2 separate regions of the Danio rerio genome follow, and region 2 is linked to region 1. A link is a contact called in public HiCAR-type data. All regions are on one chromosome and are shown on one strand. The core of a region is the stretch at or near the end of the contact, and the rest is flanking DNA. Distances in the headings are between cores, read along the strand shown. Region 1 overlaps mob1ba (MOB kinase activator 1Ba). Region 2 overlaps rhobtb4 (Rho related BTB domain containing 4).

What was found. HiCAR-type assays count read pairs that join an accessible place to other places.
Region 2: a contact with region 1 is called in a HiCAR-type map of caudal fin, with 7 times the contacts expected there. The contact joins two enhancer-like sites. A contact is called at or near these places in 2 of 4 datasets of contacts at active chromatin or transcription factors (caudal fin and gastrula embryo).

What each region holds. Positions count from the first base shown.
Region 1 is chr5:43,772,581-43,777,139 of GRCz12tu, forward strand. It overlaps mob1ba (MOB kinase activator 1Ba), which reads left to right. Exons shown (of 6, transcript NM_200200.1): 2 at 1,500-1,666; 3 at 2,380-2,473; 4 at 2,702-2,835; 5 at 3,065-3,228. Among named protein-coding and RNA genes, the nearest start is that of mob1ba, 6.4 kb to the left of the region's middle. Within about 2 kb of position 2,936, at least 8 of the 62 cell types and tissues checked have an H3K27ac peak or open chromatin away from gene starts, as enhancers often do. A contact at or near this core is called in caudal fin, where this site is marked.
Region 2 is chr5:44,298,514-44,302,755 of GRCz12tu, forward strand. The region is part of intron 1 of rhobtb4 (Rho related BTB domain containing 4); the gene reads left to right. Among named protein-coding and RNA genes, the nearest start is that of rhobtb4, 36 kb to the left of the region's middle. Within about 2 kb of position 2,223, at least 23 of the 62 cell types and tissues checked have an H3K27ac peak or open chromatin away from gene starts, as enhancers often do. A contact at or near this core is called in caudal fin, where this site is marked.

The DNA of each region.
Region 1 (4,559 bases), core at 1,686-4,185:
CCAGCCAGCAATGAGCTGCTTTTGTTGTCAGTTACAAATTTGAAAAACATAAACATTTTTAGTATAAATTCTTTAGGATAATATGAAACAGTTGCTGTGTGCAATGAACCATCTTCATGATTGACCTTCATAATGGAGCTTCTTGGGGAGAGTTTTAACTGCATATATGTACATGAAGTTTTCGGGAGGAGTTGAATATCTCGGTGTAGCTTTTTGTAATGCAACGGCTCCTTTTTGTAGTTTTGTTATTGCTTTTCGTGTGATTTATTCTAGCCAGAAAAAATACTCTATTGAAAGAATTTTAATGGTGCAATTCAGTATGCACTGTTTTTGGAAATTGAAAGATATTTTCTAAGTCAAACACAATACCTGTCATGACCTTGGCTTTAAAATGTAATCATTAAATTATTTGAATTTAAAATACTTTTTATAAAATCAGTGCAGAGAAGACGCAAAACTGTAAATATGCTTCTGTAAATATTATGTAAAGAGTGAACCTTGATTATACCTTTAGATATTATATTTTTATTATAATAAGTACATTTCTTAGTTTAAAGAGTAGTTTTCATGGCAATATGTAAGCATTACTTTGTCCCAGCATGAAAAGGTGAAAAAAATCCTTTCATCCTCACTCAGTTTACTGAGAACTATTCCTTGAACACATTTTTACACAATTTAATCTACAAAATCCTACCTCTAAATAACCCCCATGATGTTCGATAAAATGACTGACTGTGCTGTTTCGATTACTTGAAAACTGAAAAAAGTGGTTAGTTATAATAAAGAACCACAGTGGTGGTTGTAAGCTGGTGAATGAGTAATAAAAAAGCAAGATGAAAACAATCCACTGACATCAGAGAACATGCAAATGTGTTGCAATGCAGACAGCAGATATCCAGACAGGCTTAAGAATTCATGTTTTCTCTTGTCCTTTTAAGAAAGATGTTTAGTGAGAGACCAAGATGACACAAAGTGCATACTTTTTGTTCAAATTATTTAAAAGTATATTCTTATAAAATAATTGCAGATCAACTACTGTTTAAATATTGTTTTACTATTATCTGTAAGGTGAAAAGGGAGTATTATGTTCTTTTACATGCAAACTGCAGACCTCTTAGCCTGGCTCTATCTGAAATCAACTTTCAGAAATCAATTTTTTCAGAAAAGATTAATTATTTTATATGGTAGTGCACTGACATGATTACACAGCCATTATGTTCTAGGTTTGAAACAACAATTAGGGTGAATAATTAGTTTAATCATGTAATCATACAATTCATAAAATCAGTAATATCCTTAGAAACTTTAGAACAATTTTAAAAGGTCATATTATCCAATTACATCTTTTGTTCTTTTCATTTCAAGTCTGATTACTTAATTAAGATTACATGTAATCAGTTACCCAGCATTGTGTGGCAGAGAACTCATTTTTGTTTCAGTGTTTGTTAACAGCATTCATCAAAGCCTGCAAACTTAAAGTACTCTCCTGTCGTTCACAGTGGAAGCCGCTCGTCAAAGACGTTCAAGCCGAAGAAGAACATTCCAGAGGGCTCACACCAGTACGAGCTGCTGAAACATGCAGAGGCCACGCTGGGCAGCGGAAACCTGCGCATGGCCGTCATGCTGCCCGATGGAGAGGACCTTAATGAATGGGTGGCAGTCAATAGTAAGCATGTGTCTTTAATCTGGGGAAAATAAACTTGTCTGCATCCTTGTGCGTGTGTATATTGCCATATACTTGAAAAATTCCAACGATCATATTGGTTTTTTTTTTATATTTGTTCTCTGTAGCTAATTGTCAGTAGGTCTACAGTATTAAAAACTAAAATTTAACAAGGGGGAACAGAAATCATTATAATGTATAGTGTAATTACTAAACTAAAAGATGTATGTATGTATGTATGTATGTATGTATGTATGTATGTATGTATGTATGTATGTATGTATGTATGTATGTATGTATGTATGTATGCATGCATGCATGTTTTTTTATATTTGTTTGGTTTGCAACATTTCCAAGGCATTTGCTTAGTTTGATCATCGGCCTCTGGCATTCCTCTCTATTTATCAGTAGAGACAGTGGGTCTTTCTTAGATAATTGGCCTCAGGGACAGAGGGCTGAAAACACTCTGGCAGCTCTGATGTTGCTATGGTTTAGGGTTTCATCTAATTGCCGCAGCTCATGAAATATTGGGTGTACCCAACTTCTGCTATATAATTACAACACAGTTTTCCAAATCCCTTGAGGTTTTATTGGAAATGCATGGGGCAGATATTTTTCCTATTGTTTGCAAGCAGTAAATTTTATTTCTCTGAGTCTTTAAATGATTAAAGATGTTTGGATCGGGTTGTGCTATAATAATGTTTCATTGCTTGTAGCTGTGGACTTCTTTAACCAGATCAACATGCTGTATGGGACCATCACAGACTTCTGCACTGAGGAAAGCTGCCCATTAATGTCTGCTGGACCTAAGTGAGTATTAGCAACAATCATTTTAAGTAGTACACCACTTTTCAAAGTGTAACATTTTTGAGGTAATTTGTTTTGAGGTAAGGTGTTTTTGAGGGAAGTATCAAGTTTTGTTTAGCCGCAATAGCTCAAAATCACACAAAAAACAGGCCAACCTCATGCATTGCTGATTAAATGTAAAACATCCATCCATCCTTCTGCTATTCTCACTTGTTTCTCTTTTTCATGCAGATATGAATATCACTGGGCTGATGGAACAAACATAAAAAAGCCAATTAAATGTTCAGCTCCAAAGTACATTGATTACCTGATGACTTGGGTCCAGGATCAGCTTGATGACGAGACACTTTTCCCATCAAAAATAGGTGTGCTGCTCCTTAAATTTGTTGTTCAACATTGAGAAATTTGCTATTCATTTTCTTTATAAAGCTCACCTTGATTAGGGAGTGAATTGTCCACATGGTGGTGCCATTTCAAAAAACATAGCTGCCACATCTACAGTATCAGTTCCCTTGTGGTCACTGTTTCCACACTTTTCATCTGCTTGGATTCTAAAACAGATTTTAATGTTGTATTTTGTGCGATTATTTATAGGTGTCCCTTTCCCAAAGAACTTCATGTCGGTGGCCAAGACCATTTTGAAGAGACTCTTCCGTGTTTATGCTCACATATACCACCAGCACTTTGAGTCAGTTATCCAGCTGCAGGAAGAGGCACACCTCAACACCTCATTCAAGCACTTTATCTTCTTCGTTCAGGTGTGTGTGTGCTTTGTCACTAAAACGTGAGTCTGTGTTTGGCTGGGCGGTTTAGCTTATCACAAGATGAATGTGGTGCTTAACGACTGTGACACACCACACAGACATCAAAAAACTAGTTTTGTCTAGTCCAGCAATAGGTGTGCTTACCTTGAACCTATCACATAGCCACATCACAGCCGACTGCAAACTAGCCTGTGCACGCTATATATGTCAATCGAAAAAAGAAACCAAAACTTTGACTTTAAATGTACAAAACATAAACAAATCAGCACTTGCTTTTTGAATTTATATTACTTATCACTTTCATTATTTTATATGGCTTTAAAATCTGACATTGCAATACATTATTTTTGGGTGATTTGTATTGCGATGAGAATATAATTTCACCTGATGAATTGCATAGCTCTATTTTAAAGATTTCATTAATTTAGATAAACTGGATTGATCAAGTCTTTTTCTATGCAGTGAGTTTGCTTAAATTATATTGAATTACAAGCATATGTAAATGAAACATTTGTTTTCTTTAGAGTTTAATAGTCTTCAAGTATAGAAATTGAACAAGCAAACATATGATGAGGTTGTCATTGTGTAAATTATTTAAATAATAATATCTTCATCTTTTAATATTAAATAAATAATCTGATCCTGCAATGTGACTCTTGCAGTTACACACATTGGGATATCAATGCTCAAACAATATATTGATGCATCTGTAATATGGCTCATTCTGTGAATGTATAACTGCATATTCTGATTGGCTTATTCAGATTTATTCAAGAAAAAAATATATACAGTTTTCAAATGAACAAGGTGCTTATTTATTTTAAAGTGTGAAGTAAAAAGATAATGATACAACTACAACAGGTTTGGGAGTGAAATTATTCTACCTGTACAAAACTAAAACAGTAGACAAATGCAGATTTACTCTTTTCCAGCAGGTGGCGCTTGTTTAGTTCTGTGAGTAAAGCAGCTTTGCTGGTATTTTAAATGTATTCAGATATCTTTTGAAAAGAAAATACTATTTGAACTTTTCTGAAGACAGTGGCTTCCCCTTTTAGATTCTTTCTGTGTGAAGCAGTATTAAAACTTGTGTTTTTGTCACATAACATAAAAGTTTTATTGACCACCCAGCTAAATTTAAATGCTAAAAAAGGCCAAGTATCTAAAATAAGTTGTCAAAATCTTCGAAAAATAAGCTGGACACTTTACTTTCAAACACTAGGGCCATGTCTGCTAATGGCACTGAAACCACACTCACTTCTGGGAAACCAGCCATCACTCAATTGTCAGATAGCTAGAAAAATGTAGACTGTAGTAATGAATTGTGA
Region 2 (4,242 bases), core at 973-3,472, 530 kb after region 1:
TGGGGATTCTGCCTTTCCTTTTTTTTTCCATGGCTGGCTTTTATGAGTCTCTCATTGCTGAGTTGGTTCTCAAGGGTAAAGGTGCGGTTGTATTTATAGTGCACATGACAGCTTAGGTCCATAGGACTCATGACGCTGCTCTAGTCCATGTGGGTCACTGTGCTAAATAGTTAAAGTCTTGCTGAACACTTAATTTAGTGGTTACTCTTTTATGAATAAGCTTGACTTGTGTACATCTCTCTGTGCAATTGCTTCAAATTGTTGGTCATTCTTGCTGACATGAACCTTTCAAACAGTGCCAAAATATGGTAATTACGATTTCATAGCACAAAAATGACTGAGCTAATCCTAAAGGGGTGAATTAATTTTACATTTTGTGGAAAGAACAATCTGTAGTATATATTATACAGGGCTCAGCATAATTGAGTACAACTCATTTTGAAAATGAACATTTTTGTCAATTTTTCAGTGAATATAGTGAATGTATTTTGGTGCATTTAAACAAACAACAGATTTATTAAAAAGATATATTTAATAAAATAATATTTTAGTCACCAAACATATTTAGAAACTGAAAGATAATACAATAAAATTCAAGCAAAATATTGCAAAAATAAATTACAACCTACAAAATTTCAACTAAATGATTCCATTTCTTTTTTTCTTTTTTTTTTTGCTTCTCTTGATTTTTTTATTTTGTTTAAATGTGTATTTAATATTTTTTCTTAACATAAATTTGGGTGTACTAGTTTTTGGACCATTAGTGTAAGTTATTTGGTTAGATAAGCTCCAGATTTGGCTTCAGTACTGATTAATCTAATGTACATATATAATATTATATAGCTTCTTATTAAAATATGAATTTAAAAAGATTTTTGAGGCGTGTACTTGTATATGCTAAGCACTGTAACTTTAACTATATTTAATATATAGAGGTCAGTGATTAAAACCATTATGATAATGCAAGTTATTTTTTACATGCTATATTTTAGTAAGTTTAAGTGTTTGGTCAATATCAGAACAGGTAATCTTTCAGTTTTATCATTATACATGGTGTTGCAGTTTTGATCATATGTATAAATAAGTGATAGAAACAGATAATTTTTATTATTTTGAGTTCAAATGTAGACAGATCATTTTACCATGGTGACCTCTGGTAAAAAAGCAGAGACTAATCTGAAGGAAAGAGAGTGAGTTCAAATTTTGTTATTTGGATTATTTTGTTCATATTAAAATATGTTTCCCTACTTATTATAATTCTGTTATTATCTAATAACACTTGACAGAAAGTTCTTGACAGAAAACATAAAATATTAAAAATATTTTATGTTTATTTGAACAATTGCATTTTACATTTTAACAAGCTTTTCATTATCACTTGGTTGGATATATTGTAACATGCAAAAACATTGATGCAATAAATGTTACTTAAGCAGGCACTTTCTATAGCCAGCCACAGCAAATGTCCATATTATCTCACTGAAACAGCTAGTACACACTGACACAGTCAATCTCCCAGTGTTTTAGTGGTTAATTCCTTCACTGTTGCCCATTGACCGATGGCATTAAAGCAAAAGATGTTGCTCATTGTCTGATCTGAAGGACTCAGCACTCTGAACGACTTCACGGCTCGGCTATAAAATGTCATTGATCCACTAAGAAACATTGACTCCTTGCAGTTTAAAGGCATGTGGTGTAAAACGTCTCAGAGGGGCTGTGCTGCGGTAGTACATTAGTTACCTCTGTATTTACTAGACGACTACCTGACATGTTTTTCCGAAGCATCTGGATATTTGGAAACTCCATCAAATTTGGTGTGCTGCAAAATGATGCTCCACTTTAACCTGTTTACTAGCTGGCGGGAGACCACCATGTTACATAAGTAGTCTGCGCTCATAGCACAGCCTGTCTTTACACATCCTCTTCATAATCACTTAAAAATATGCCGTTTTAAACAGCCATCCAAACACGCACAAGGTGAAACGCTTGCCATGATGCATTGATAGATGCTAAAGAAATTAGGTAACTGTGAAAGGAAGGGGTTAACATCCAGTGTGCTTATTTGGTTGAATAAACTTGTTCTAGCATTTGTTTAAAGGGAAGATCTGTTTTCTTGAGAGTTTTATGAGCGAGCTTTGCAGGTTCTCTCTAAGAGCGCAGGTTAGTTGTGGATTCTGGTTATGTGACGGCAGACAGAGCAGCCTTTTGCCACTGGAGCTGTTACGTAACACTCAGACACACACATACACAGTGCAGGAGGGGTGAGCAAGTTCCTGACTATCTTTAAAGACAGATGCACAGCAAAGGAAAGCATGGTCAATTTACTGAGGAATAATCTTGATTAAGATCTAGCTCATGAAGAAATCATTAAAAAATTCAGTTTAATTCCTCATTCAGTTTTGCCACAGTAAAGTAGCTTGATAAAGCACTACCGAGTTTTTTACAGCCTATCAAAACAGTTTATTGTTCATTAACTGGCATATTTGCTTGTGGGTTGTAGTTGGTCCACATGCTGTGATATTCTTCTCTCTACCTACATATTCACACACACACACACACACACACATACACACACACACACACACACACACACACACACATACACATATACACACAGTGGTTGGCAGAACGGGATGCAAGTAGACGAAGTGTTGTGTGGGCTGAACAGTGTTTGTGAATGGAGTGGGCGTCTGCCACGCGTCTCATCTCTCTTTCTTTCCCTCTCTCTCTCTCTCGCTCATTCTCAGACCTCACCTCCCACTGTTTCTATCACTGCCTGTCACTAAAACAAGCGCTAGTGTGGCACACTGCTCGTCTCATTCGCCATGACAAAACACTGACTCACTCAACTGACTCTGCTAAAAGCTTCATGAGACGTCCATGTCTCTGGTATCATTGCTGTTATTCTACACATTTGTTTGTTGTGTTTATGTGTGTCATAAAAGGAAACGGTAGACATCCCGACCAAGTGTTGTTAAAGGGCAGTTCATCTAAAACTTTCAAGTGTTGATTTAAGTTTCTTTCTTTGGTACATCACAAAAGGACATTGTTTTTATATGATCTGTGCAACCCGTCTATATAATGGGAACGAATTAAGCGATCAAGCTCTTAAAGGACAAGAAAGTACAATAAAAGTATATTTAGTCGGTTTAGAATGTGCACAATATTCCAGATATTTCAAAGGTGCATAATGCATTGAGACAATATTACATTTTCTCTGATATCTAAATAGAGTTTGGAGTATATCTAAATAGAATTTAGGTGAGTGCAATTTTTTAAAAGTGGTTGTACGTAAATTTTTAACTAGACAAGCACCATATATTGGTGACCATATCTATATCGGCTGATACATGCTATTTTTAATGTTATTGTTATCAGTCTGATATCAAAATTAGGCGGATATCTTTAAGCGATTGATTGATTACTGCCCTGTTTACAATAATACATTTTAGTTTTAAAACACTAGTTTTGCTACGGTTACGCCTTCCGTCCACACAACCCCGGAGTTTTCAAGCCCTGAAAACGGGATAGTTTTGAAAATGCTAAAGAGGCCGTATTTTGTTTTGAAATGCTGCTGCTCTGTGTCAATGTGAATGGGGGAAAACGGAGACATCTAAAAGTGGAGGCGTGGCTGCAGACATTCGCTACCATATTTGGGCCTTTTCTCAATATTAAGTGCACAAAGTTCAGTCTTGCATCCTTTCCTCGTAAGTTCAAACTTCGCAAGTTTGGTATGGAAAACAAACCCCTGAGGACAGGTTGGGTAAAAACAGTGTACTTTTTATTGTCTTTTTACATCACCCTGGCTACGTTGCTTCACTATCTTAACAAAAAATTGTTATATATGATATAAGGAACTGCCTATTTTCATTTTGATATTAATTAACAGGCACTAAAAATGTTGAGGCATCGTGTAGCTACATATTTATGTGACCGTCATATTCACTGTGTGCGTATTTATAACAAAACAGAGCCTTTGACATTACTGCCTCCTTTTATAATTTTTTTACAAAAAATTAAACATACCCTGTCTCATTTGCTGAAAATCAGTTTTAATAATCAGTAATAGCCATTATAAAAGTATATCATGCAATAAGTTTATACAATATAGTAAATAAAGACAAGCAATCAGTCAAATGTGCAGAATTATTGTACATGGTTACATAAATTAATATATGAACTTATCTTTGCGCTCAGCCAAAACACGTTCACTGAGAACAAGTTAAAGATTTACAAGACCAT